4 separate regions of the Sus scrofa genome follow, and all the other regions are linked to region 1. Evidence: chromatin contacts called from public Hi-C, HiChIP or PLAC-seq and promoter capture Hi-C data. All regions are on one chromosome and are shown on one strand. Each heading gives the region's core, a stretch centred on a gene start, on an enhancer-like site or on the middle of the called end of the contact. The rest is flanking DNA. Distances are from core to core; before and after follow the strand shown. Region 1 holds the start of AHSA1 (activator of 90 kDa heat shock protein ATPase homolog 1). Region 2 holds the start of SNW1 (SNW domain-containing protein 1). Region 3 holds the start of SLIRP (SRA stem-loop interacting RNA binding protein). Region 4 has its middle 15 kb from the start of SPTLC2.

Region 1 (5,984 bases), core at 2,585-5,084:
ATGTTTAAAGGTAATAGAACAAAGGAGGCAAGTGCTAAAAAAAAAAAAATGCATCATGAGCCTTGCTGAATACACAAGATCAATCAAAGCATAAACAGAACAGATAATAACTGCATTCATGGACTCAACATATATCTATTAACTGCCATCTCTGAGGCACTGCTGTAAGCCCTGGGAATACTACAGTGAATAAAACTGACAAATATCTTGCCCTCATGTCTGTTCAATGCCTAAAAGCAAGCAAGTAATTAAAGGAAGCTGAATTATCCTGTTTATGTTGTCAAATCATGATTAATTTATTAACAAATATTGTCCACAATTTGGGAAATGAGGACATGGCCACAAAAGGAAGTATATAAAGAATTAGTCGACAAAAAAAAGAAAAAAAAAGAATTAGTCTGAAGTTCCTGCTGTAGCTCAGTGGTAAGGAGCCTGACGGAGATCCGGGTTCGATGAGATTTTGGGTTCGATCTCTGGCCTCACTCAGTGGGTTAAGGATCCAGCGTTGCTGTGAGTTGTGCTGTAGGTGACGTGACTCAGATATGGTATTACTGTGGCTGTGGAGTCGGCTAGCAGCTGTAGCTCCTGTTCGACCCCTGGCAGGGAACTTCCATATGCCATGCACCTGCGGCCCTAACAGGCAAAAAAAAAAAAAAAGAATTAGTCAAATCACTACCAGTCCCTCTCCTAACCACTCTAAAATTAATTTCACCCTGAGAGTTTGGCCTTAGAATTACAAACTAAAGTATCAATGACAACTGGATTAGAGTGAAAACTGATGTAAGCCAAGAACTAGATACCAAAACTCCCGCAGCACCAAAAATAACTCCAAAGGCTACGAAATGTCCAATTCTAAAGGCTTGATTTGCTTGTTCTTTTCTTTCAATAGCACCTTTCTCAACAGAAGCTTAAGGAACATTCATCTGGGCAGCCCCACTGAGGCTCCCAACGGCCCTTAACATACTCTGCTCTCACTTCGAGTTCAGGGGATCTAGGGACGGCAAAGGTAAGATTGAGAATTTTTAACTACCTGACCCTTTTCCATGAGGACATCACTAATTGATTTCTACTGAACCTGGATGTGTCTTAAAAATCCTTTTGTCAGAGTTCCCATTGTGGCTCAGCAGGTTAAGAACCCAGCATAGTGTCTGTGAGGATGAGGGTTCGATCCCTCCACCTTGCTCAGTGGGTTAAGGATCTGGTGTAGCCACAAACTGCAGTGTAGGTTGCAGATGCAGTTCGGATCTGGCGTGGCTGTGGCTGTGGCTGTGGTGGAGGACTGGAAGGTGACAGTTGCATCTCTGATTCTACCCCTAGCCTGGGAACTTCCATATACCACAGGTATGGCCCTAAAAAGACCAAAAAAAAAAAAAAAAAATTCTTTTGTGTATTTAATCCAGGGAGTCAAAACCAAATAAAAAGCTGGCAAACACAATGAAATCATCCCTTTTATTGGGACAAGCATAGGTTTTGTAGTCAAGCAGACCTGAACTCAAATCTTGGCCTCTCCAATTCTAGCAAACAGGTAAATAATTTTACTTCTATGCCTTGGAGAAAATGATATCCCAGCTCACAGAACTGCAGTGAGGAATAAATAGGACTCAAGAAACACCTAACAAGGTGCCTAGTATAAACACTGTTAGGACTTTCCAGTATAGTATATCTTCTGCCATCTTTCTATCTCAGCCATCTGTGAAATGGGCATAACAATAGAAACCACCTGTCATGGCACAGTGGAAACAAATCCCACTAGGAACCATGAAGTTTCGGGTTTGATCCCTGGCCTCGCTCAGTGGGTTAAGGATATGGCATTGCCATGAGCTGTGGTGTAGGTTGCAGACACAGCTTGGATCTGGTTGGCATTGCTGTGGCTATGGTGTAGGCTGGAAGCAACAGCTCCGATTCAACCCCTAGCCTGGGAACCTCCACATGCCTCAGGTGTGGCCCTAAAAGGACAAAAAGGAAAAAAAAAAGAAAAGAAACCACCTTGTAAGACTGATGTGAGGCTTAAACCAGTTTAAACACATAAGGCACTTTAGTGCCTGATACAAAATTAATGTTCAATATTTTTATTATTAATAAGTCAACTGAAAGACTTATTAATGTCAAAGGTAGAAAGAAAATCTTTCTAAGCATTCCTAAAGTTTAAAAAAAATATTATTTGACACAAAACTTCTAAGTGCCCATCCCAAACACTGAAGGTGTGTATACAGGATGTGAATGTCTCTGGTAGAGATGCCACTTTATAGAGCACTTTGTAATCCTCAGAACAACCCTTTAAGGGAGGCCTGGCAGACTCCATTTCACTGATGAGGGAAATGAGGCACAAAAGGATTAAGCATCAAAAGTATTAAGCTAATTGCTTCTATAATCCAGGTTTTCTCTCTCCTAGATCATTTCCACTTCGATTTGCATGGTCCTTTTTATCACTCTAGGGGAAACGACCGCAGGTCCTTACTATACTACAAAAAATAAATATCTGTAAGTGTCTACGAATAAGCACAGAATATGTCTAACAAATCCAATAATCCACCAGAGGACTTCTGGAATCTTTTTTAACCATGCAATGGCAATGAACACGTGACACTAGTTTGTACTTCCAGCATCAAATCAGAACCAAGATCTACTCAGTAAATAAAAAGACAATCATTTAATCGTTCTAGAATTTATAAAACCACCAGGTGCAATTTTAAGAGTGACTATGAAAGGTGCTTCCGCACGACTTAAAATACTTCAGGGCTTGTCCTTGTCACTTGTTTACTGAGAACCCACAATACTGGATAGTAGATCCGAGGGGAGAACAGGAACACGATAAGGAAAAGAAAACGGACACCCCCAAAATATCTACAACCAACACGCTCCCTGCCTCAGAACACCCCAGAAGCCAGCTACTGAGAAGTCATATTCGGATTCATTTAACATCTTCCGAGCCAGGCCTACAAAGGTGCGGCTATGAACTGAGACGAGGAAATGTGGCTTAAACTAGGAAGACTCCACGGGCCACGTCCAGGAAACACGGATCTACAGAAGCGGCCAGAGCCCAGGAGAACCCTGGTGGGGCAGAAGTTCGTTCAAAATCACCTGTTCGGGCTCATTCGCAGCCCCAACACCGAGTGTACACTGGCTCCCAACCCAGGGGTCAGGGGGACTGAAACAAGAGTCAGGCCTGGGAGGTCTGGGGACGCCTCAAAGAATAGGGGGGAAGATATGGATGCGGAGAGGCTGAACTCAGCCAGATACGTGGCCCAAGGGGTTTGGGACACCCTCACCTCTTCCACACCGAGCCCTCCCTCTCAGGTCAGCGCCAGACTCTTCCGCCGCTGGACCAGCCTTTCTACACAATCTTTGCGACATAGAAAAGGGGCGGAAGGGGATAGTCTCGGAGAGAGGCGGGAGGAGGTGTCGCAGAGGGGGAGGAACCATGAGTCAAAAAGGAAGCCACATCGCATTATGGAAGTTGTAGTTCTCGCCGCCTCGATCATCCGACGCTGCCTGGACAGACTCCGGGCCTCATGACTACAACTCCCAGAACACCCAGCGCACCGTGCTTAGGAGGTTTCCTCTACAGGTTGCACGACCTTCCGCGGTTATTTTGCAGGGTCACTGAAGACTACAACTCCCATGAGGCTCAACAGGGCAGATTAAGGGTTCAGGGAAACAGTGAGACTTGTCTTTTGGGTCTCTGCGGGTGGGGAATGGTCGTGTTGAGGGTTGCATTTCGGGCCTTTTACGGGATAACCCGAAGGAGTTAGCAGGAGCCCTAGAGCAGTGGGAAGCTAAGGTCCGACGAGGGGGAACGGAAGTACCCGGTAGGACGGAGGAGGAGCCGGAAGTTGAGGCGGGGAGGGGCGGGGGGTGGAGGGAAAAGCAAGCTAGGAGGATCTGCGGCCGCTTCTAGTAGTTTCCAGGCGCTGCCGGGCGGCTGGGACCGGGCGGTCCTGAGGCTGTGGCTGTGGCTGCTTAGGCGCTGGTGGCGGCGCGATAGGCGAGCCGATGGCTAAGTGGGGTGAGGGCGACCCACGCTGGATCGTGGAGGAGCGGGCGGACGCCACCAACGTCAACAACTGGCATTGGTGAGGGCCAGCGGGCCAGGCCGCGGGAACGCTACGGCAGGGCCGGGGTTACAGGGTCCCCGGAACCTCTGCCGGGACAAAGCTGGGGCCGAGGCATCCCTACCTGCCCGGAGATGGGCGTGGGTGTTTCTTGTTGTGGGGGTCCGTAGTTCCAGGTTCCTCTACTCTCCGGTCTCCGTTTCAGTTTGGCGGAGGGGGGCGCAGGGGGTACGACGTGGAGGGCTGCGCCCCAGAGGAGGGGTTTCAGATATAAGAGAACATAACCCCTAGCAGCTGTATTCAGCCTGGGCAGAGAGGTGCTTCCCACACGTGGCCGGAGAAGTCACTGAGACCCAAACCGTCGCGGACTGTATTCGGAGATTGCAGGGTTAGGCTGCGGAGGGTTAGGATTTCTATTTTTCCACTGACGGGTGGAATTTAAAAGTAAGTCATAGCGAACCGCTGCCTCACTCCAGAAGGCTAAGGTTTGGAACGTGTTCAGCAGGTGCTTAGAGTTCAGTGATGCTCAAGGCGCCACGGCCTCTCACCCGGAACTGTTAAGTGATTGTATTGTAATTACAGGGACTGCCCCTTGTTGCCGGGCAATCGTGGTTTTATAACCTGACCACTTGAAAGCCTACCATTCTTCATGAAATCTTCTGGAAGTAATGTTTTCTTTTAAGTCCACTGAACTCTGTTCATACTGTCTTTATTTTTACTTTGTTGTAGTTCTTTTTACTGTTTTCTCTACTTAGTAAGTTGGGAGGTAGGTAGTTTTTCTTCTCTGTATCTCAGCCCGCCACTTCTCCTCTTAACATAATGTGCTTGACTTAATTTTTTTTTGTTTCTTTGAAAGTCCTTGGCTTAACATTGATTTTCTAGCTATTTAGAGGGCGCAGAATGTGTAGAGCATTTTGTGGCACGCTTGAATTTAACAGGTCAAATACTGCTTATGAGGTTAAAATTATTGGTTTATTTCTCACTGGACCTTTTAGCTCAATAGTGCATTCTCTAGACAGTAGTGTGCTCCTGACCTCAGCAAGCTGTGCACAGTTTTCCACTTGGTCAGACGGGGGCGCCATGTAAAATTACCAAATTCCCACCCTAGCACTATCATTGCTGAGAAAGGAAAGCAGATTTTTCTTTTCTTTTCTTTTTTTTTTCTTTTTTTTTTTTTTTTGGTCTTTTTGCCATTTCTTGGGCCGCTCCTGTGGCATACGGAGGGTCCCAGGCTAGGGGTCTAATCAGAGCTGTAGCCGCTGGCCTATGCTAGAGCCACAGCAACGCAGGATCCTAGCCGCATCTGCAACCTACACCACAGCTCAGGGCAATGCCAGATCCTTAACCCACTGAGCAAGGCCAGGGATCGAACCCACAGCCTCATGGTTCCTAGTCAGATTCGTTAACCATTGAGCCACGACGGGAACTCTGAAAGCAGATTTTTCCATTTAGTTTGTAATCATTCTGTACAGCAGGTGTCTTTATTGGCAGTATAAGACTCTGGTCTTCCTGAAAGAGTAACATGTTTGTGGACATGCAGGAGTGGGACTGAGTGTTTTGTGTTCCTTTCTGGCCTCTGTTAGCCTTGAATGCTTTCGCATAGAGTAAGTAATCGCCTTCATTTGGCTGCTGGTCCATAGCTTTGTTTTTATTTTGCAGGACAGAGAGGGATGCTTCAAATTGGTCCACAGATAAGCTGAAAACACTGTTCCTGGCAGTGCGGGTGCAAAATGAGGAAGGCAAGTGCGAGGTGACAGAAGTGAATAAGCTTGATGGGGAGGCATCCATTAACAATCGTAAAGGCAAACTTATCTTCTTTTATGAGTGGAGCATCAAACTAAACTGGACAGGTAAGTCTGTGCTCGGCTTTGGACAGAGGTTAACTGCATTTTGACGGGCTTATTCAGGAGCAGAGGAGAACAGTTTTTGAGA
Region 2 (5,984 bases), core at 1,766-4,265, 240 kb after region 1:
TTACTGTACCACAATTATCTACTCATTTACTCTTTCTCTCACTAGACTTTGGGTAACCTGAGGGCAGGAACCACATCTTCTGTTTCTGCCACCCCTAACTCTCCAGGAATTATCTAGCTAGCTCATGGTTGGGCCTACTTAAATATTGGCAAGAGAAATAAATTCACTCTACCCTTTGCACTCACCATTTTTATGTCACTACAACCTTACTGCCTTTCCTTAAACAAGTCGTCTCAGGATCTTTACATTTGCTTTTCCACTGCCATAAAAAATTCTATTTACTTATCAAGAAAACGCTTTCCCAAACTTTTTAGTGCTTGTTTCTTAGTATTCATGTCCCAGCTCCACTATACCTCCCTCGCAGCTGCTAAATGACCACCTTAACCAAAACAGCATTCCACTCCACACTGAGTCACTCTCTATCCCTTTATCTGTATTTTATTCTTAGTACTTAATACCTGAAGTTGCATCATTGATTTGTTTACTCCTAGTCTGTCTCCCCTAGAATGTAAGCTGTGAGGATAAGACTGATTCAATGCTGTAAAACCAACACTAGCCTTGCACATGGTGGATTTTCAACACATGCATATTTACTGAGTGAATGAATAAATGGATGGATGAATGGAATCAAAATTCTGGGCTTTTTGGTAAACCATGCAGTACCCAATACATGGGAGGGATACAAAGACAGTAACAAAGAAGCCAAAATATTTGTTTCATTTCTCTTTTCTTTTCTTCCTCCCCTCCTTCCCCTTCTTTCTTTTTGGCCCCACCCACGGCATACAAAAGTTCCTAGGCCAGGGATCAAACCCGAGCCATAGCAGCAACCAAGGCCACAGCAGTGACAATGTGGGATCCTTAACGCACTGTTGATAGAACTAGTTACTAAAATGATCAAAAAGCAGGCACCCTGCCAAAGCAGAGTTTGGACAATCCAGTAAACAGGTAGCCTGACCTGGATTATGGTGAGAACACACCGTAGCCTTCCAGAAGGTCTTAATCTCCTTGTTCCCCATAAAGGATGACATTCCCATAATGAAATACACTTCTATAGTGGGAGTGGGCTGCATATGTAAACAGAAAGTCTACTTCGGTGTTTCTCAACAGGGGGCAACTTATCTACAATGTAGATACTTGACAAGGTCTGGAGCTATTCTGATTGTTAGAATTTGGGGGGTAAAGGGGAGAGAGGGAGTGAAGGTGCCACTGATATCTAGTGAGTAGAGGCCAAAGATATTGCTAAACATCTTAATATGCCCAAGACAAGAACGAAATATCCAGTCCAAAATGTCAACAGTGCCACTGTACAGGCACCTTAGTCTATCTTTTCCCCTTTATTAAAGAAATTGTATTAAATGCAAATGAAATTATTTGATACATAACCTTAAATACAGGAGTTCAGAAAGTTAAATCAGTATGACTTTAGATCTTTAGTTAGTAACAATCAACTGTGATACCAAGACTGTAATACATCAATATGTCAAGTCCCTGCTGTTAAGAATCCCTGGTAGATCTTAGAGATAATAATATTTTACCTGAAAACTTGAGACCATCTCTAAAAATCAAGTCAGCTAAAACTCAACAAAACCAGAAAGCTATGTAAGTTCCTAAGACAAACTATTTAAAGACTGAACTCTGTCACTGCAATTTTAAGCACAAAATAACCACAATATGTCTGGTATTTTCAAATTCCATTTTTTCCACAAAGCCTTTCTTCCTAATTCTACTAGTCTTTGTCACACTGCCTCCCATCTGGAGGGCACTCAATCGAATATTTGCTGCCTGCAACCTTTATTTACTAAAGAAAACTCTCCAGTTCATCTAGCCCATTCCATCTTATTTTTTTGCAATTAAGGTTAGTACAACACAATAAGCATTCTGTGTTGTCCTTTAATATCTATATTCCTGTACTTCATCTTCCCTGCAGCCAAGGACTGTCAGATTTCCTTCTATATATACACAGTCCCTAGGATAGACCAAGGCACCCGAAAGTTATCCCCCAAAGAACTAATTCGAATATCTTTAGGATTCTTAACTGTCATCAGCCAGGAAAAATGTGTATGAGGGGAATGAAGCGTGTTTAGGGAGTCCAAGCGGATCTCCTAACACGACTACTTTCCTTACCCTGTTTGACACCCAACTTTTTCTGTTTCGGCGTTTGTTGGTAAGAAAAGTTTTTCTTCTTAGATGGGGCAACAAGGTCGCAGACTAGTAGGAGTTACGTAACAACTAGGAATATTTCTCCTTAAGCATCTTTTTCTTAAGGGCGGGGACCACTTTACTTGCGGTTGCCAAGGCAACTGGGAACAGCAAAAATGTGAAGTAGTTCTATCTATGGAAGAAATGCTAAGATCCGATGTTAAAGTGCGGAGCAGCGGCGCGAATTAGGAGACAGCGGCCACTACTGTGGCTGATGTGAAGTCTCCGTTCAGTGTCGGGCCCCGTTTTTCAAGGAATCCTTGTTTCGGGACAGAGAAAGAAAAGACTTCGGCAAACAAACGGCCCGGCCGTCGCCTCCTGCCCGCCTCACTCCGCCCAGACAAATAAGCCACTGCCCTCCATACCCCCATCGCGCCCACCCGAGCCGCGGACCCGAAGGAGCGATCTCCACCACCCCAAAATGCTTAAGCGAAAAACACGTGCGAATCCTCAGCATCTCAGACCAGAGAACTATTCGCCATGCCGCGGCTTTCGGCCCTAGTGAGGGGGCGAACTCAACCCGGGAAGCCACTCGGGAAAGACCCCAGCTTCGGAGAGGCCTAGTCGTCCCGGCGGCTGGAGGGAGGGCTTAGCCTTGGCCTAGTCGCTCTGTGGCCCGGGCCTGGCTACCGCCCGGAGACTATAAACAGAGAAATAAAAACGGAGGGTACTCCCAGACCCTTCCGTATCGAGGACCCCAATCAACAACCCACCTGGTGAGCGCCATCTTCTTCCGCTTCTTCCAGCGCGAGCGACAGTACCGCGGGGCGGGTCTTTACCCGCGAAGGGTTGGGGAGAGGAAGGAGCGCGCGATGCGCAGGCGCCCTAGCCGAAGGGCCTTCTGGGATTTGTAGTTCTTTGCGCAAGATTACAATTTGGTTCTTTTCTAACCAGTTACAGAATAAGCGCTTCAGTTAAGAAAACGCAAATGCATCACTCTTACACTATGACATGATACAGCATTCCCTAGGCAAAATACTAACAAATTTGAGATGTTTTTTAAGTCTTTTTTTATTCCCCACTCTGTCTCATTTCTTTTGTTATGGTTCCAAATACAAAAGCCTTCGGGGGGCGGGGGGGGGAACGTTAAATAAGAGTTGGGTTAAATCAAATGGTTGGGAAATTGTGAGACTGGAGAATAGAGAGTTCTTGGGCGCTCTGAAAACTTTCATACTCAAAAGTTTTTACACGCGGTTCCCTACGTAACACTCCACCTCCAAAACACTCTCCAGGGGAGGTATTTTGTGATCCTTAGTAATTATCTTTGGAACACTCCTTAGGTGTATTATGTATGTATGTCTTTATGTATGTATGGCTTAGATTGTCTTTTACATAGTTTGTGGGTTCAACATAGTCTTTGATGAAGTGATAGGATAAACGAAATCTTCACAGTGGGAAGAGGGAGGTGGATGGAATATACTGTAAATGAAACAAGGTTAGCTATGAATTTTAATCACTGTTGAAGCTAGATAATGGGGAAATGGTGTTCCTTATACAATTCTCTCTACTTTTTTATACGTTGGAAACTTTCCATGGTATAGAAACAAACTTTTAATAGTAGCATAGCACACATACAGAAACGTTGCCTACAGAAGTGTATAGTTTGAATATTCACAAACCAAACACCGTAGTATGAGCAGAGGCAGCAACACCACCTCCAACTCCACCTCCAACTCTTGATTTCTGGTGTGACACGACGTTCTAGGCTAGTTTAGTACTTTTTCTGCCCTAGACTTTCAATCAGTCATTTTTCCAAGGAGCTTTCCTTTAAGTGGAAAAGTGATATTTAGAGAAAAAGACCTGGATGCTACAAATGCTCACTGTTACTGGGCAATTGCTGTTTGTAAACCTTTTCAGTGGACAGAGCTAGAAAGTTCACATATCCACATACTTTTTTTTTTTTTTTGCCATTTTTGAGGCCGCTCTTGCGGCATATGGAGGTTCCCAGGCTAGGAGTCTAATCGGAGCCGTAGCCACCAGTCTACGCCAGAGCCACAGCAACGTGGGATCCGAGCCGCGTCTGCGACCTACACCACAGCTCACGGCAACGCTGGATCGTTAACCCACTGAGCAAGGGCAGGGACCGAACCCGCAACCTCATGGTTCCTAGTCGGATTCGTTAACCACGGCGCCACCACGGGAACTCCCAATCATACTTTTTGAGAAACTCCATCATGCATTCATACTAATAGTTCCAATGCAAGATTAGGATTACACAGATTTTACCTAACTTTGATTTTATATGCATATCTCTTCTGAAGATGATGGTATTGGTACCTAATGTGTTAAGATAATTACTCATTTGCTTTATCTTATGTTATATATGTATATATATAATGGTTTCATAATAAACTTTTCTAATATGATGACTAAAGATATGCCTAATGATAATAGTTTCTGAATTTTTTTCAATGACTTTTTTTTTTTTTTTTTTTTGGTCTTTTTGCTATTTCTTTGGGCCGCTCCCACAGCATATGGAGGTTCCCAGGCTAGGGGTCGAATCGGAGCTGTAGCTGCCGGCCTACACCAGAGCCACAGCAACGTGGGATCCAAGCCGCGTCTGCAACCTACACCACAGCTCACGGCAGCACCAGATCCTTAACCCACTGAGCAACGGCAGGGACCGAACCCTCAACCTCATGGTTCCCGGTCGGATTCGTTAACCACTGTGCCACGACGGGAACTCCTTTTCAATGATTTTTTTTTTGTCCTCAGGGTATATCTTTCTAAGCACATACAGTCAAATTGCATTGCTTTAAAATGACTTGGAATAATTCCTCTCTGTGTGACTACACCACTAACTTGATACTCAGGTTTACATATTTCATTTTGCTTTGGATTTTTAGGAGTTGATTTTTTAAAAATAGTTTGGTAAAACATTTAAATGGTTTCAAAGCCAAAAGTTACCAAATGGTAACTACCAATGGGTAGTACATTTAGAGAAGTCTAGATTATTTCCCTGCTCCTACCTGCTTTTTCCCTTTCTTTTTTTTTCTTTTTCTTTTTTTTTTTTTTGTTGTTGTTGTCTTTTTGCCTCTTCTTGAGCCGATCCCGCGGCATATGGAGGTTCCCTGGCTAGGGGTCTAATCGGAGCTGTAGCCACTGGCCTACACCAGAGCCACAACAATGCTGGATCCGAGCCTCATCTGCAACCTACACCACAGCTCATGGCAACGCCAGATCCTTTACCCATTGAGCAAGGCCAGGGATCGAACCCGCAACCTCATGGTTCCTAGTCAGATTTGTTAACCACTGCGCCACGACAGGAACTTCTCCCTTTCTCTTTCTATAGATAACCTCAAAAATATCTTTTATAGTTTATCCTTCATTTAGAAGTACACACAGGGAGTTCCTGTTTTGGCACAGCAGAAACAATCCAATGACTATCCTTGAGGATGCAGTTTCCATCCCTGGCCTTGCTCAGTGGATTAAGGATCCAGTGTTGCTCTAAGTGTAGGTTGCAGATGCAGCGCGGATCCGGCATTGCTGTGGCTGTGGTGTAGGCCGGCAGCTACAGCTTTGATTCGCCCCCTAGCCTGGGAACTTCCATATGTTGTGGGTACGGCCCTAAAGAGACCAAAAAAAAAAAAAAAAAAAAAAAAGTACACACAAATACGTATATATTTTTATACTTCTCTTTCTTTCAAATAGCAGATACCATACATGACTTTCTCCACTTTAATTTTTTCCACTTGTTAGTATCTCTTGGAGCTTACTCCTTTGCAGTATATAGAGATTATGTTGGAGATTCTGAGTGAAGAAAAACCGTGATCTGACTTATGTTT
Region 3 (5,984 bases), core at 2,611-5,110, 200 kb after region 1:
AGATAAAGAAATGAAAAAAATTTGTCCTAAGTACCTGGAGACAGAACAGTGGAGACGGTTATCCAGTTAATGTCTTTTAGAAGTCTGGCTATGAAAGGAAACAAAGGTAGAGTACTCATAAAAGAAAAGGGCAGAGTTTATTGTTTTTTAGGGTTTGGAAAGACCTAAGCATGCTTACAGATTAGGAGCAAAGGAACTGGGTGAAAAATTGGAGAGGAGAGGAACACAGTAAGGTCTTGAAAGTTGGAAGGGGTAAAAGAAAGTGGGATCATAAAGGTGAAGGGAGTGGTTCTGAACAGAAAGAAGTCCTTTTCCTCTAAAATTGGAGGATAGGAATGGGAACATTCCCTTATAAGTGTGGAGGCCATTTTCTCATTTCATGTATCACATTCTCAAAAAAATTTAGGACAGGATTGTTAATATTTTGAAAGAAGAAAAAAAAAAAAAGATATGAAAAAACCCCCAACAACCTACTGTTTGCTATCACCATCATTTCACAAAATAAGAATATTATAACCACCCACCCCCCTCCAGAAGACAGCACATTAAAGGAAGAAACTTCTGATCAAATTCAAGCAGAATAGCGACAGGGAACTGAATGCTTTTATAGACAGTCTATTCCAGAAAATTGCTATCTTCCTTTTACGGACTTAAAATTTGCCTTCTTTTATTTTACTTATTCACTTATTTTTTAATCTTTTAGGACAAGATTAAAAAAGTTCCTGGGCCAAGCATCAAACCCGTGCCACAGCAGCGACCCAAGCCACATCAAGGACAATGGTGCATACTTAACCTGCTCTGTCAATTCAAAGTGGCTCTTCTGCCACAGTAGATGTTCAGAGCTACGGTTGGGAGCCCAGAGTTAGCATCCTAATTTTTGATTTGTACCTGGTGTGTCACTTTCTGCACTATAAAGCCAACACTACTGACTCCTGTTTTATCCTTTGGGAATGAAAAATAAACTGAAATCTAAGACAAGGCAGAATTCTGGAGGGGGTCTGAGAGTGGAACATTCCTGTGTGTTTAGTTTTCTTGTCTATTTACTTGCTTACAGCTCCTTCTCTGAAATTAGACAAATGGCTGAGTGATTTTGCCTTCCAGGGTCAATTGCACTCACCTGGATAGCCTTGGAGTCCGTAGGCCTGCCACTTGCTGACCGGCTGAAGTCCTGCTCTGTATGCATCATGGTCACTGACTGAGGACACACTTAGCTGAGATTTGACTACCTGAGAGGAAGGAAACAAATCAGAGGCTAAAGCTATTTTTACAGGTTAACTCTGAGAATCTCAAACCTCTAAAAGCCATTTCTGATATGGGACAATTAGGAGGTGTAAGTCTGGGGTCCTAAACTTAGTTCTACTCCTTACTTGATGTACGATTAGTTCAGTCACTTAACTTTTTAGAACCTCAGTTTCCTCACCTACGTACTAATAAACACTATAGAGCTACTTAAAACTAGAGCAGTGATGAGAAACAAGCTGATTTTGGCCTTTAAGACTACACTTTCCCGTGATACCACACCTTTGTGGTTTCTTCTAGGACTCTGAATCATGAAAGGTATTTGGTATATGGAACATTCAATGCTATTTGCTTCTGATAGGGCTAACGATATGCTTCTGAGGAACTTGCACAGAGTTGGTGTTTAAATGGAGCTATGAGGAACAGCTGAGAACCGTGAGGACTCTAACCAGAGAGAAAAACATTTCAATAAACCACTGGGAATCCTGTTTGCTAAAAGTACAAAACTGCTCTCTTGTACATGAAACTTAAATTGAAACTCTTATCTTTTGGCTCACTAAATTGCCTAAGAGATCCAATACGCAATCACTAAAGTAAGGACATTCAGGGGGAAAAAAAAACCCACTTCATCCTTACGTAAATAATAAACTTAGGCTCTGGCTTGCCTTAGAATATATCAAATGTTCTCTCACAAAGAAATACTGGCGTTCCCGTTGTGGCACAGTGCTTAACGAATCTGACTAGGAACGATGAAGTTGCAGGTTCGATCCCTGGCCTCGGGAGCGGCCCTAGAAAAGGCAAAAAGACAAAAAAAGGAAACATGATCTCTTATTCTTTTAACTTTTCGAAGAAGAGAGATTTCCAGATAAACCACCAACAAGTGGCTGGTATATCTCCATTCTGTAATAAAATGGTTATCTGAAACTGAGAGTCCTGACCATCTAACTCTTCCAGGTTTCTAGAAGATAAAAGGTTTTTATTTCAAACATTTTGTAATGATCTTTTAAACAGACCATACCTATTAATACGGTACAGTATTTCAGCAACACCCTCAAATCTGAGAGAAGTTTGTCGACCTAACCTCTCATGTTTTAAGCTTAACCAAATCTCTCATCCTTTTAAGGTTTTTCTGCTTCCTCCCTTGCCAGACTGTTAGCCATCACTTTCTCCACTGCTCTTACATGATGTCTTCTTAATAGCAACCTTCTCCTTTTCTAATTTGCTACTTTCAATCTGTTTTGAGCTGTGGAACTAAATACTACCCAAGTTTTTATATACCCAATAAAAGGTGTATTTACTGAGTACTTACTGGTTTAGGTACTATGCTAGACACAATGTCCCCTTCTAGGGCGGCTTTAATTTTATAAGTAATCTTATAAGTATTATGGTAAAATATGGGCAAAGGAGTTAAATGGAGGTCCAAGGGGTTCTCCCATGAGTTAAATACATTATTCCTGGACTTTCTGTATGTTATTCTGAAACTCTGAGAGCTAATACTAAGCTTGGAAAGAATGTCTCATGCAGCCATCTGTGGATAAGAAATAATGTTGAAGGGGAGTTCTCATCGTGGCTCAGCAGAAACGAATCTGACTAGTATCCGGGAGGATGTGGGTTCAATCCCTGGCCTCACTCAGCAGGTTAGGGATCCTGCATTGCTGTGAGCTGTGGTGTAGGTTGCAGACTCAGCTTGGATCTGGTGATGCTGTGGCATAGGCCGGCAGCTACAGCCCGGATGTGACCCCTAGCCTGGGAACTTCCATACGCCCTGGGGGCGGCCCTAAAAAGCAAAAGCAAAAAAAAAAAAAAAAAAAAAAAGGTGAGGAAGGCAGAAATAACATACGGTGTCTGGATTCATTTGCCCTTTACTTTTAACCTGTAAAGATTATTTCAGAATCTTTTAGTGCCCTCTTTCTGAAAGTAACAGAGAAGGCCTTTCATGAAAAACGGCTTAACTAATCACATCAATCTCTCAGTTCTGAGATTACTCGGAGTAGCTGGTTTCTTCAAGATGCAGGGCTCTACTCTAACACCTAAAAATCAGTTTACGGGTTTTCACACAAATCTAAGTATGAAAGCAAATGGACACTTAATGGAAGCAGTAAACACCAATTTCCTGACATTTTCTGATGAGAAGCTGCAGCCAGGAACAGCTGTGTGGAGAAACGATTAGCAGAGATCTTCGTCCCCAAAGTGTGACGCTTCGTAGGCAGTTCTACTACTGCCCATAGAAGGCGGGGATCGCTCAATAACACTCAGTCTGGGAGAGAAAAGAGGTGAGAAGAACACTGAAACTTCTCCAAGAAGGGAGGCGAGGCGACAGGTAGGCAGGCGCCGCTCCTTTCTCCATACCTTGTGGGCACCAGGCCCCGTGCCGCGGGCTACGTGGGCTGCCGAGAAGTCGATGACCCCTCCCAGGTCAGCAGTCCCAGGGCGGCTCTGCCGGTAGAAGCGGAAAAGCTTCCGAAAGGCGTCTTCTCCAGGTTCTGCTGCCAGCGTCGCCATAGAGCCCACGGCCGCCGCCATCTTTCCCATGTCGCGGCCCGTCTCCTCTGACCCGGAAGCTGATTTTCGCGCCCCCGGGTCAGACAGGTTCTTCCGGGGTCGCGACCTCAAAGCTCTAGGGTCCCTCAATTTAAACATGGCGGCTTCGGCGGCGAGAGGCGTTTTGTCGATGCGTGCCAATGTCGGTCGCCCCGTTGCGTTTGTCAGGAAGATTCCCTGGACTGCGGCCTCGAGTGAGTTGGAGATGAAGCAGGGGCGGAAATTTTAGGTTCAAGCAATCCAAGGGAGCTTGGCTTTCTGCAGAGCACTTAAATCAGCGTGGTAGTTGAATTAGGAGACTGAGTTTGCTCTTGAGCAAGCCAGAGAGTAGAAAGAAATTTCGTTTGCAGTTAGCTGTTTAGGTATGCCTCTTGAGTTTTGGGGCACGTGTTCTAGGTCTCTAGGCTTTCGGAGTCGAAAGGTTTATTACTTGGAAATTCTAAGATTTACGATTTTGCGGGAACTCCGCAACTGCAGTTTTGAGTTATTGTTTTTACATTTGCTTCCCAAAACTTAAAAATCCATGCTCAGTTTTGCTGATATTCATATATCAGGTCAGCTCCTTTAAACAAAGGATTGGAACAGGTGTGGATAGTAGATAGATCCATTTGTGCTTCACTTTCTCAGTATGTAGAATGCCTTGCTTAGGCCCTGTAAAACTTTGTGGAAAGGCTGAGGGGTTTCGCTAGCATCTTGCACGTGCAAGTTTCCAGATATAATGGGTTTGGACTGTATAACAAACAACTTTGGAGACAGTTTCTCTTATTCATTCATTCAGGAAACATAGTATCTATTATGTGGTAGGCACTGTTCTTGGTGCTTGCAGCTGTTTTTTCTATAACAATTGTAGGTAAAACTGTTTTGTTTATCCTCTAGTAATGTTCTGTGAGATCCTGATCTAGCCAGTTGGTTTGATCAACTATTAGAGTGCTTCAGAAATTTAGCTTCTATGGCTTGTTGAAGGATTGTTAGGTGTTTATTTATTTGGCCACGCCCAAGGCATGTAGCCCTTCCCAGGTCAGGGATGGACACCCATCCAACAGCAGCAGCCCAAGCTGCTGTAGTGACAACGCTGAATCCTTAACCCCTTGCACCACAAGAGAACTCCTAGATGCTTACTTATTCATTTGGCAGACATTGCCCTATTATGTATCAATAACTGTGGACATCATGGACTCAACACTTTGCAAGCGTTGGTGTAGTGGTGGAGGTGAGGAGACTTAAAAACAACGAATATAGGCAGTTGAACCAATGATGTTGAGACGAACTAGGGTAATGAAGCAGGTAATATGAAGTGTAAGTTAGCGAAAGTACAAGTTCAGAAGAGAAAAAAGATCATCTAGTTTTTGATTTTTAAGATTATTCACTATTCATCTTTGAGATCTCACAGGGCTACTATGTTATCTTGTCTTGCAGTTTGTAGGAGTCCAATAAAAAATAATCTGTGGATGTATTTGGCCTGGGTCTTGCAGGTTAATTTAGGCAGGAGATTGAATTACTTGCAGGTTAAAATTTAGGCAGGAGATTGAATTACTGACATATTAAAGAAGAACAGGTAAAGACAGGAGTCCACAGGACAGATACCCAGAATTTCATTTGCTGTACTAGAAAGTAACTTTGAGCCAGCAATGGAGAGTAAGGCAGTAACAACATTTTGGGTGTTCCCTGATGGCCTAGGAGGTTAGAACTCATGCTTTCACCCCTGTGGCCTGGGTTCAATCCCTGATCTGGGAACTGAGATCCCACATCAAGCTGCTGCAGCCCCTTCCCCCCAAGTAACAAATACTTAATGTAAACTTTAAATTACAAAAAAGGGATTTTATTTGGAAGTCTCTAATATAGCCAACAACACACTGTATTATAATTGTTTATCTGTCTTCTGTGTGATATTCTTATAGGGATTATAATCCGTTATGTAATACTTGCTGGGGATGAAAGATCACAGTCAACTCAGCAGCTTATCTCTCCATGTCCCTGCCCCATCACGTCCCCAAATCTAGTACATTATAGCTTTAAAATCAGTACTGTAGCTATTTCTTACATTTTAAGGCTTCAAGGAAATGCAAAATAGCTCCTGTTTACAAGAAGTTTGGGGGCTCTATGACCCCTTTTGGTTTCTGTCTATAATCTAGGATGGGCAGTGTAGGACTAACATCTCTTAAAATATATTTTCTCTTCCTAAACAGATGAGCTGAGAGAACATT
Region 4 (5,984 bases), core at 1,108-3,607, 140 kb after region 1:
ATGTGGAAGGAGCCTAGGTCCTTAATGACATAGCTGAGCTGGACACCCACTGATGGTGCCTCTTCCAGATTTTTTAAAGGAAAAAATATGTTCTAATGATTCAAGGAACTATCATTTAGGTGTCTGTTACTTGTCGTCAAATACCTCCCATTTCACACAGACGTACATACTATCCATTGTGAATCTTAAGGAACCCAAAGATAGCTGCTCTCAAAGGTCAGGAAGCAGGAAGCAGAGACCTGTCACACCCTTAGCGAGTTTCTCTTCCAGACTCATCTCTGCTTCTCTCTGAGAATTTGTGCCCTTTCTTATCTACAGACCAGTTTTCACTAATTCAATATTCACATGGAAAAGTCCTCCCGGTCTGCATTTCTTTTTTTTTTTTTTTTTTTTTTTTTTTGGTCTTTTTAGGGCCACACCCGAGGCATATGGAGGTTCCCAGGCTAGGGGTTGAATCGGAGCTGCAGCCGCCGACCTACACCACAGCCACAGCTACGTCAAATCCAAGCCATGTCTGAGACCTACACCATAGCTCACGGCAACACCAGATCCTTAACCTACTGAGTAGAGCCAGGGATCTAACACCTGTATCCTCATGGATGCTAGTTAGATTCATTTCTGCTGAGCCAGGATGGGAACTCCTGGTCTGCATTTCAATCTCAAATTCAAAGTCTAGAAGAGAAAATAGGTTTGACCCAGTTGTTAGTCCTGTATGTCCCTGGCCTAGTTAACTCAGGGGAGGCAAAGTCAGGTGCTCAAACTCAAACATGGCTGCCAGGGGCCCACCCAGAAGTGAGGTGTGTGCGTGAAATTCTCAGAGAAAGGAGAGGCAGGGGCTAAAAGACACCCCTAATTATCTTCCTATTGGGTGAGGAAGAAAGGAAAGGAGATATATCAGGTGAAGTACATTGGGAAGGGGCCAGTCAGCCTGAGAGGGATGAACAGATTCTAGCAGTGAGTGAAAAGCTAAGAGAGGTAAAAGCTCTCCCAGAAAGTTGCTGGAAATTCCTCAAAAAAGGTCAAAATTCTATCTCAGAAGGATTTTTCTTGGAGTTCCCAGTTGTGGCTCTGTGGTAACGAACCTGACTAGTATCTATGAGGACGTGGGTTCCATCCCTGCCCTCACTCAGTGGGTTAAGGATCAGGCTTTTCCGTGTGCTGCAGTGTAGGCTGCAGCGCAGCTCAATCCCACATTGCTGTGGCTGTGGCTGTAGCTCTGATTCAACCCCTGGCCTGGGAATTTCCATATGCCCTGGGTGTGGCCCTATTTAAAAACAACAACAACAACAACAAACTTGGAGTTCCCAGTTGTGGCACATGCGAAATGAACCTGACTAGTACCCATGAGGATGTAGGTTCGACCCCTGGCCTTGCTCAGTGGGTTAAGGATCTGGCATTGCGCTGAGCTGTGGTGTAGGTCGCAGACGCGCTTGGATCTTGAGTAGCTGTGGCTGTGGCGTAGGTCAGCAGTTATAGCTTCAATTGGACCCTTAGCCTGGGAACTTCCATTTGCTGAAGGTGCAGTCCTACAAAGCAAACAAAAAAAGAAAAAGAAAACAGAAAGAAAGAAATACTAATGAAAGGAAGGACTGAAGTTCCTTGGTAGTCTAGTGGTTAAGGATTCGGCTGTCACTGCAGCAGCTTGGATCACTGATATGGCACATATTCCATCCCTGGCTCAGGAACTATGCTGCAGGGCAAGACCAAAACCAAACCAAAAAGGACTGGCCCTAAAGGGAAGGGAAAAAAAAAAAAAAAGGTGTCAGTGAGAAAACAGAGGGTAGGATTAGACGGCCCTCAAACCTCAGCCCCATCCCACTCAAAAGAGTGAGAGGCCCGTCTGGAGGTTATTTTAGGCTTCAGTCCCACAGAGATCGTGTATTTGTGTGCGTTCCCTAGCAATCACCCGCAGCACCATTTCTCTTGAAAAGGTTACTGAAACGGATTGGGGCCCGCCTGAATACTGTTTCCCCACAGAGATGAGAACACTGCGTGGAGGCCAGGACGCAGGGATCTGCTGGAGGCTGCGAGCCGGGCCGCGAGCCGGGCCGCGAGCAATTCCGAGAAGGGGGAGGGCGTGCGAGGCAGACGGGTGTGACTTCCGAGCTCCTTCCCCTCTCCCTCCGCGCGCCCGGGAGGGCCGGGACGGAAAGGATGTCCCAGGGCCGGCGCCAGCCTGGGAAGCTGAAGCGTGTGTTTGCAGAAAGCACCGGAAGGAGGTGTGGGCTGGAGTGACAGCTGGACAATTCTGGGAACCCAGACACTGGGGTGGATCTCCGTCCTACTCTCCCTTCTCCCTTCCCCGCTGTGTCCCTCCCTCTTTCTCTGCGTTCCTACACTGTCCATTCCTACACTGCCCCCTCCCCGCCACGCCCCACGCCTTTCCCTGGCTTCTTTCATGCTCCACCCTCTGGGAGGGATCAAGTCTGTTCCGTTCATTTAAAAGCATCCAGTGTGTGCTCTGAACTTGGGAGGAGCTCCATAAATATTTCTTGAATGAGTGAATGGAACTTTATGCCTAGAACAAATATATAAACAAATACACTTATCACCTAATAAGGGAGTACTCGGAGAAAAGTAAACTTTTACACCATTTTGGCTCTATTTTTTGAAATATTGGGTTTGCTTTGTGCTGATAGAGTGGACAGGAATTCCCGTTGTGCCTCAATGATAGCGAATCCTACTAGTTAGTATCCGTGAGGATGCAGGTTCGATTCCCTGGCCTTGCTCAGTGGGTTAAGGATCTGGCATTGCCCTGAGCTGGGCCGTGAGCAGCTTGGATCTGGTGTTGCTGTGGCTATGGTGTAGGCCGGCAGCTATAACTCTGACTGGACCCCTATAGCCTGAGAACCTCCATATGCTGCAGGTGCAGCCCTAAAAAGACAAAAACAAAACAAAATAAAAACAAACAGAGAAACTCCTGGAGCCCAGATGGATGTGAACTAAAATTATTGTAATCATTTCATAACTTAAGTATGTCAAATCATTACGCTGTATGCCTTAAACTTATACAGTGTTATATGTCACTTACATTTCAGTGAAACTGAAAAATAATTTAATGAAAAAACTGAGGCCCAGAGAGGCTAAGTAACTTGCCCAGTATCACACAGCAAAGGAAAGAAAGAGCCATAACTGAAAAAGCACAGGGGGAGTTCCCTCATGGCTTAGCAGGTTAAGGATCTGGCATTGTCACTGCAGTGGCTCAGATCACTGCTGTGGCATGTGTTCAGTCTCTGGTCTGGGAACTTCTGCTGTAAAAGCCAAGAGAAAACTATAGCCTGCAGGCCAAATTCTTCCTGCTGCCTGTTTTGCTACAGCCCGAGAGCTAAGAATATTTTTTACATTTTAGGTGGATTAAAAATCAGAAGAATAGTATTTTGTGACAGGTGACAATTATATGAAATTCAAATGTTATTGTCTATAAATACAGTTGGATTGGTACGTAGCCATGTCCACTCATTACTGCTGCTTTCCCAATTTTACTGCGAACTGAGTAGTTAGCATGCAAACTCTAAGTGGCCTGCAAACAAACACTAACATTTACTCTCTGACCCTTTACAGAAAAAGTTTACTGCCTCCAGGTCTGGGATTCTCAGCAGTTGTTTAGGTTTTTGAAGGCTTCAGAAGGCCTTAGATGCTGGGGTCTGGCTGGGGTGTGTGAGGGGTGAGTGGTGAGGGGAGAGAGCACTGCAGATATTGGGGTCCTTTGGTTAAAGGCCCAGAAACCAAGCTCAAGTTCAGGGCCAGCTGTAGGCAGTACAGAAGGAAAGGCAGGCCTCACCTAAGATGTTCTGCGGTAGTCAGGAAATCAGGGCCAACTTGACTTTCTGAGACTCTCCCACAATGCGTTCTGGGCCCTGATTATGAGAAGGGGATTATAAACAAGTTTCTGGGATGCTGCACAAGAGGCTCCCAGTGCTGTTAGGAGACCGACTACACCCCGCAAATTATCGGAACACTCGAGTAATTATGCCTGACAATGGCAGCTTCTCACCAGGCCCTCTCCTTCCTCCTATTCGATTAACACTTACTGAACATTTCCTCTGGGTCAGACACTGGGCTAAGTACCCTTCAAGCATTACATCAAGGGTACTGGGCTAAGTACCCTTCAAGCATTACATCCCCTGTGGGCTAGACATTAGCATTTTTACCCTCATTTTGCAGATGAGGACACTGAGGTTTAGTGAGACTAATATTACACTTTGGAGACTGAACAAGGAAGGGGGTTGGGTCAGGATTCAAACTCAGCCTAGCTTTATGGTGTCTTTCTCAAGCAGCACACTGTATTGTCGGCCGTGCGAGCTGGGTATACCTCAGGCCACGCAATGTCCTTGAGAATGAAAGAGTGAATCATTCAGGGTCTGATCAGGAAAAGGGTAAACCACTGCAAGCCCTCCAAACAGAGGGAGCTGAATGCAGAGTATTGGTGATAGAAAAGCTGAGAAGCTGGAAGGAGCCCAGAAATGAACAATGTCAGGTGGCTACCTGCACTCCTTAGCTCAAAGGGTGTCTTCACCTGTTCAAGCTGCCAAAACAAAATAATACCATGGACTGGGTGGCTTATACAACAGAATTTATGTCTCACAGTTCTGGAGGCTGGGAAGTCCAAGATCAAGGTGCCGGCAAAGTAGGTTTCATCCTGAGGCCTCTTCTCTAGGCAGCTGCCATCTCACTATGTTGTGCAGGAGGAGAGACAGAGAGAGGGAGAGGGAGAGGAGGGAGGGAGAGGAAGAGAGAGAGGGAGGGGGAGGGGGAGGGGATGGGGAGGGATCAAGCTCTCTGATGTCTCTTTTTATAAGGATCAGGACTCCATCCTGATAATCACGTTTAACCTTAATCACCTCTGAAGAAGACCGATCTCCACATCCAGTCGTGTTGAGGGATGGGGCTTCAACATAAGAATTAGGGGGGACACCAACCTTCAGCCTATAAGGAAGGGTCAAGAAAGGAGCCGGTGTTACGGAGCCCAGGGATGGGGTCTTTCTTGTTTTTGTTTTTATTTTTGCCTGTAAGGGCTGCACCTGTGGCATATGGAATTTCCCAGGCTAGGAGTCGAATCAGAGCTTCAGCTACCCGACTACGCCACAGCCACAGCAATGCGGGATCCTAGTGCAACTGGGAACTACACCACAGCTCACGGCAATACTGGATCCTTAACCCACAGAGCAAGGCCAGGGATGGAACCCAATCCTCATGGATACTAGTTGAGTTCGTTGCTGCTGAGCCACAATGGGAACTCCAGGGTCAATTGTTTTATGTCAGAACTGTGGAGGGCCTGCCCAGTAGGAGCTAGAGGCACAGAAAAGATGCAGCAGCAGCTAGAGATGCTGTCAAGGCAATGAGAAAAGGGGGAAGTACTCTGACCTTTCCCTTTCTTCCGCCTCCTAATTTCCTGTCTTCCATTGGCTAGGCTCAGCATGAAGCTACTGACTCTGGAAGTACAGTCTGCAAAAGTCAGTCCTGCTTTGACACAGAGTGATGGAAGAGGGAAATAAATCTGGGGCTTGCACTGGCCCAAAGTCCTTCATAGAAATTCTTCTGCTCTGGAGTTCCCATTGTGGCTCAGCAGTAAGGAACCCTACTAGTAACCATGAGGATTTGGGTTCAATCTTTGGCCTTGCTCAGTGGGTTAATTATCTGGTGTTGCCTTGAGCTCTGGTGTAGGTCACAGATGCCGCTCAGATCCCATGTTGCTGTGACTGTGGTATAGGCTGGCAGCTGCAGCTCCAGTTCCTTAACCCTCTGAGTGTGCCTAGGGATTGAACCTGCAACCTCATGGAGGCTAGGCAGATTCGTTTCCACTGAGCCACGAGGGGAACTCCTAGAAATCATTTTGATAAACTGAAAAAAACTGAAAAGTTTACAATGTATTGTGCTAACAGAGGCATCAGAGTAGTTTTGCTTTGTTGGCTCATCTTGGTCAGGATAGGTCAGTTTCTGCTGCCATAACAAACGACCCCAACATTTCAGTGTCATGTAACAAA

What was found. Promoter capture Hi-C pulls out the DNA fragments that hold promoters and counts their contacts. Hi-C and Micro-C count contacts between places; a contact is called where the count stands out from the background. HiChIP or PLAC-seq counts read pairs in DNA pulled down with a chosen protein or histone mark.
Region 2: a contact with region 1 is called in a promoter capture Hi-C map of liver, with 4 times the contacts expected there. The contact joins the promoter of SNW1 here to the promoter of AHSA1 in region 1. A contact is called at or near these places in 1 of 5 promoter capture datasets (liver) and 3 of 47 Hi-C or Micro-C datasets (heart right ventricle and liver).
Region 3: a contact with region 1 is called in an H3K27ac HiChIP or PLAC-seq map of alveolar macrophages. The contact joins the promoter of SLIRP here to the promoter of AHSA1 in region 1. A contact is called at or near these places in 2 of 47 Hi-C or Micro-C datasets (heart right ventricle and liver) and 1 of 2 datasets of contacts at active chromatin or transcription factors (alveolar macrophages).
Region 4: a contact with region 1 is called in a Hi-C map of liver, with 2.6 times the contacts expected there. The contact joins the enhancer-like site here to the promoter of AHSA1 in region 1. A contact is called at or near these places in 5 of 47 Hi-C or Micro-C datasets (embryonic fibroblasts, epiblast stem cells, heart right ventricle and 2 more) and 1 of 2 datasets of contacts at active chromatin or transcription factors (alveolar macrophages).

The regions. Positions count from the first base shown.
Region 1 is chr7:100,506,762-100,512,745 of Sscrofa11.1, forward strand. AHSA1 (activator of 90 kDa heat shock protein ATPase homolog 1) reads left to right here and starts at 3,835. Exons shown (of 9, transcript XM_001928890.6): 1 at 3,835-4,073; 2 at 5,712-5,902. The coding sequence starts at 3,994. It overlaps VIPAS39 (spermatogenesis-defective protein 39 homolog), which reads right to left and starts at 3,403. Exons shown (of 20, transcript XM_003356755.4): 1 at 3,270-3,403.
Region 2 is chr7:100,746,399-100,752,382 of Sscrofa11.1, forward strand. SNW1 (SNW domain-containing protein 1) reads right to left here and starts at 3,016. Exons shown (of 14, transcript XM_021099555.1): 1 at 2,913-3,016. The coding sequence starts at 2,926.
Region 3 is chr7:100,706,612-100,712,595 of Sscrofa11.1, forward strand. It overlaps SLIRP (SRA stem-loop interacting RNA binding protein), which reads left to right and starts at 3,861. Exons shown (of 4, transcript NM_001097472.1): 1 at 3,861-3,974; 2 at 5,967-5,984. The coding sequence starts at 3,878. ALKBH1 (nucleic acid dioxygenase ALKBH1) reads right to left here and starts at 3,803. Exons shown (of 6, transcript XM_021099556.1): 1 at 3,589-3,803; 2 at 1,118-1,226. The coding sequence starts at 3,771.
Region 4 is chr7:100,650,499-100,656,482 of Sscrofa11.1, forward strand. No RefSeq gene overlaps it. Among named protein-coding and RNA genes, the nearest start is that of SPTLC2, 15 kb to the left of the region's middle. Within about 2 kb of position 2,358, at least 49 of the 83 cell types and tissues checked have an H3K27ac peak or open chromatin away from gene starts, as enhancers often do. A contact at or near this core is called in alveolar macrophages, embryonic fibroblasts, liver and 1 more, where this site is marked.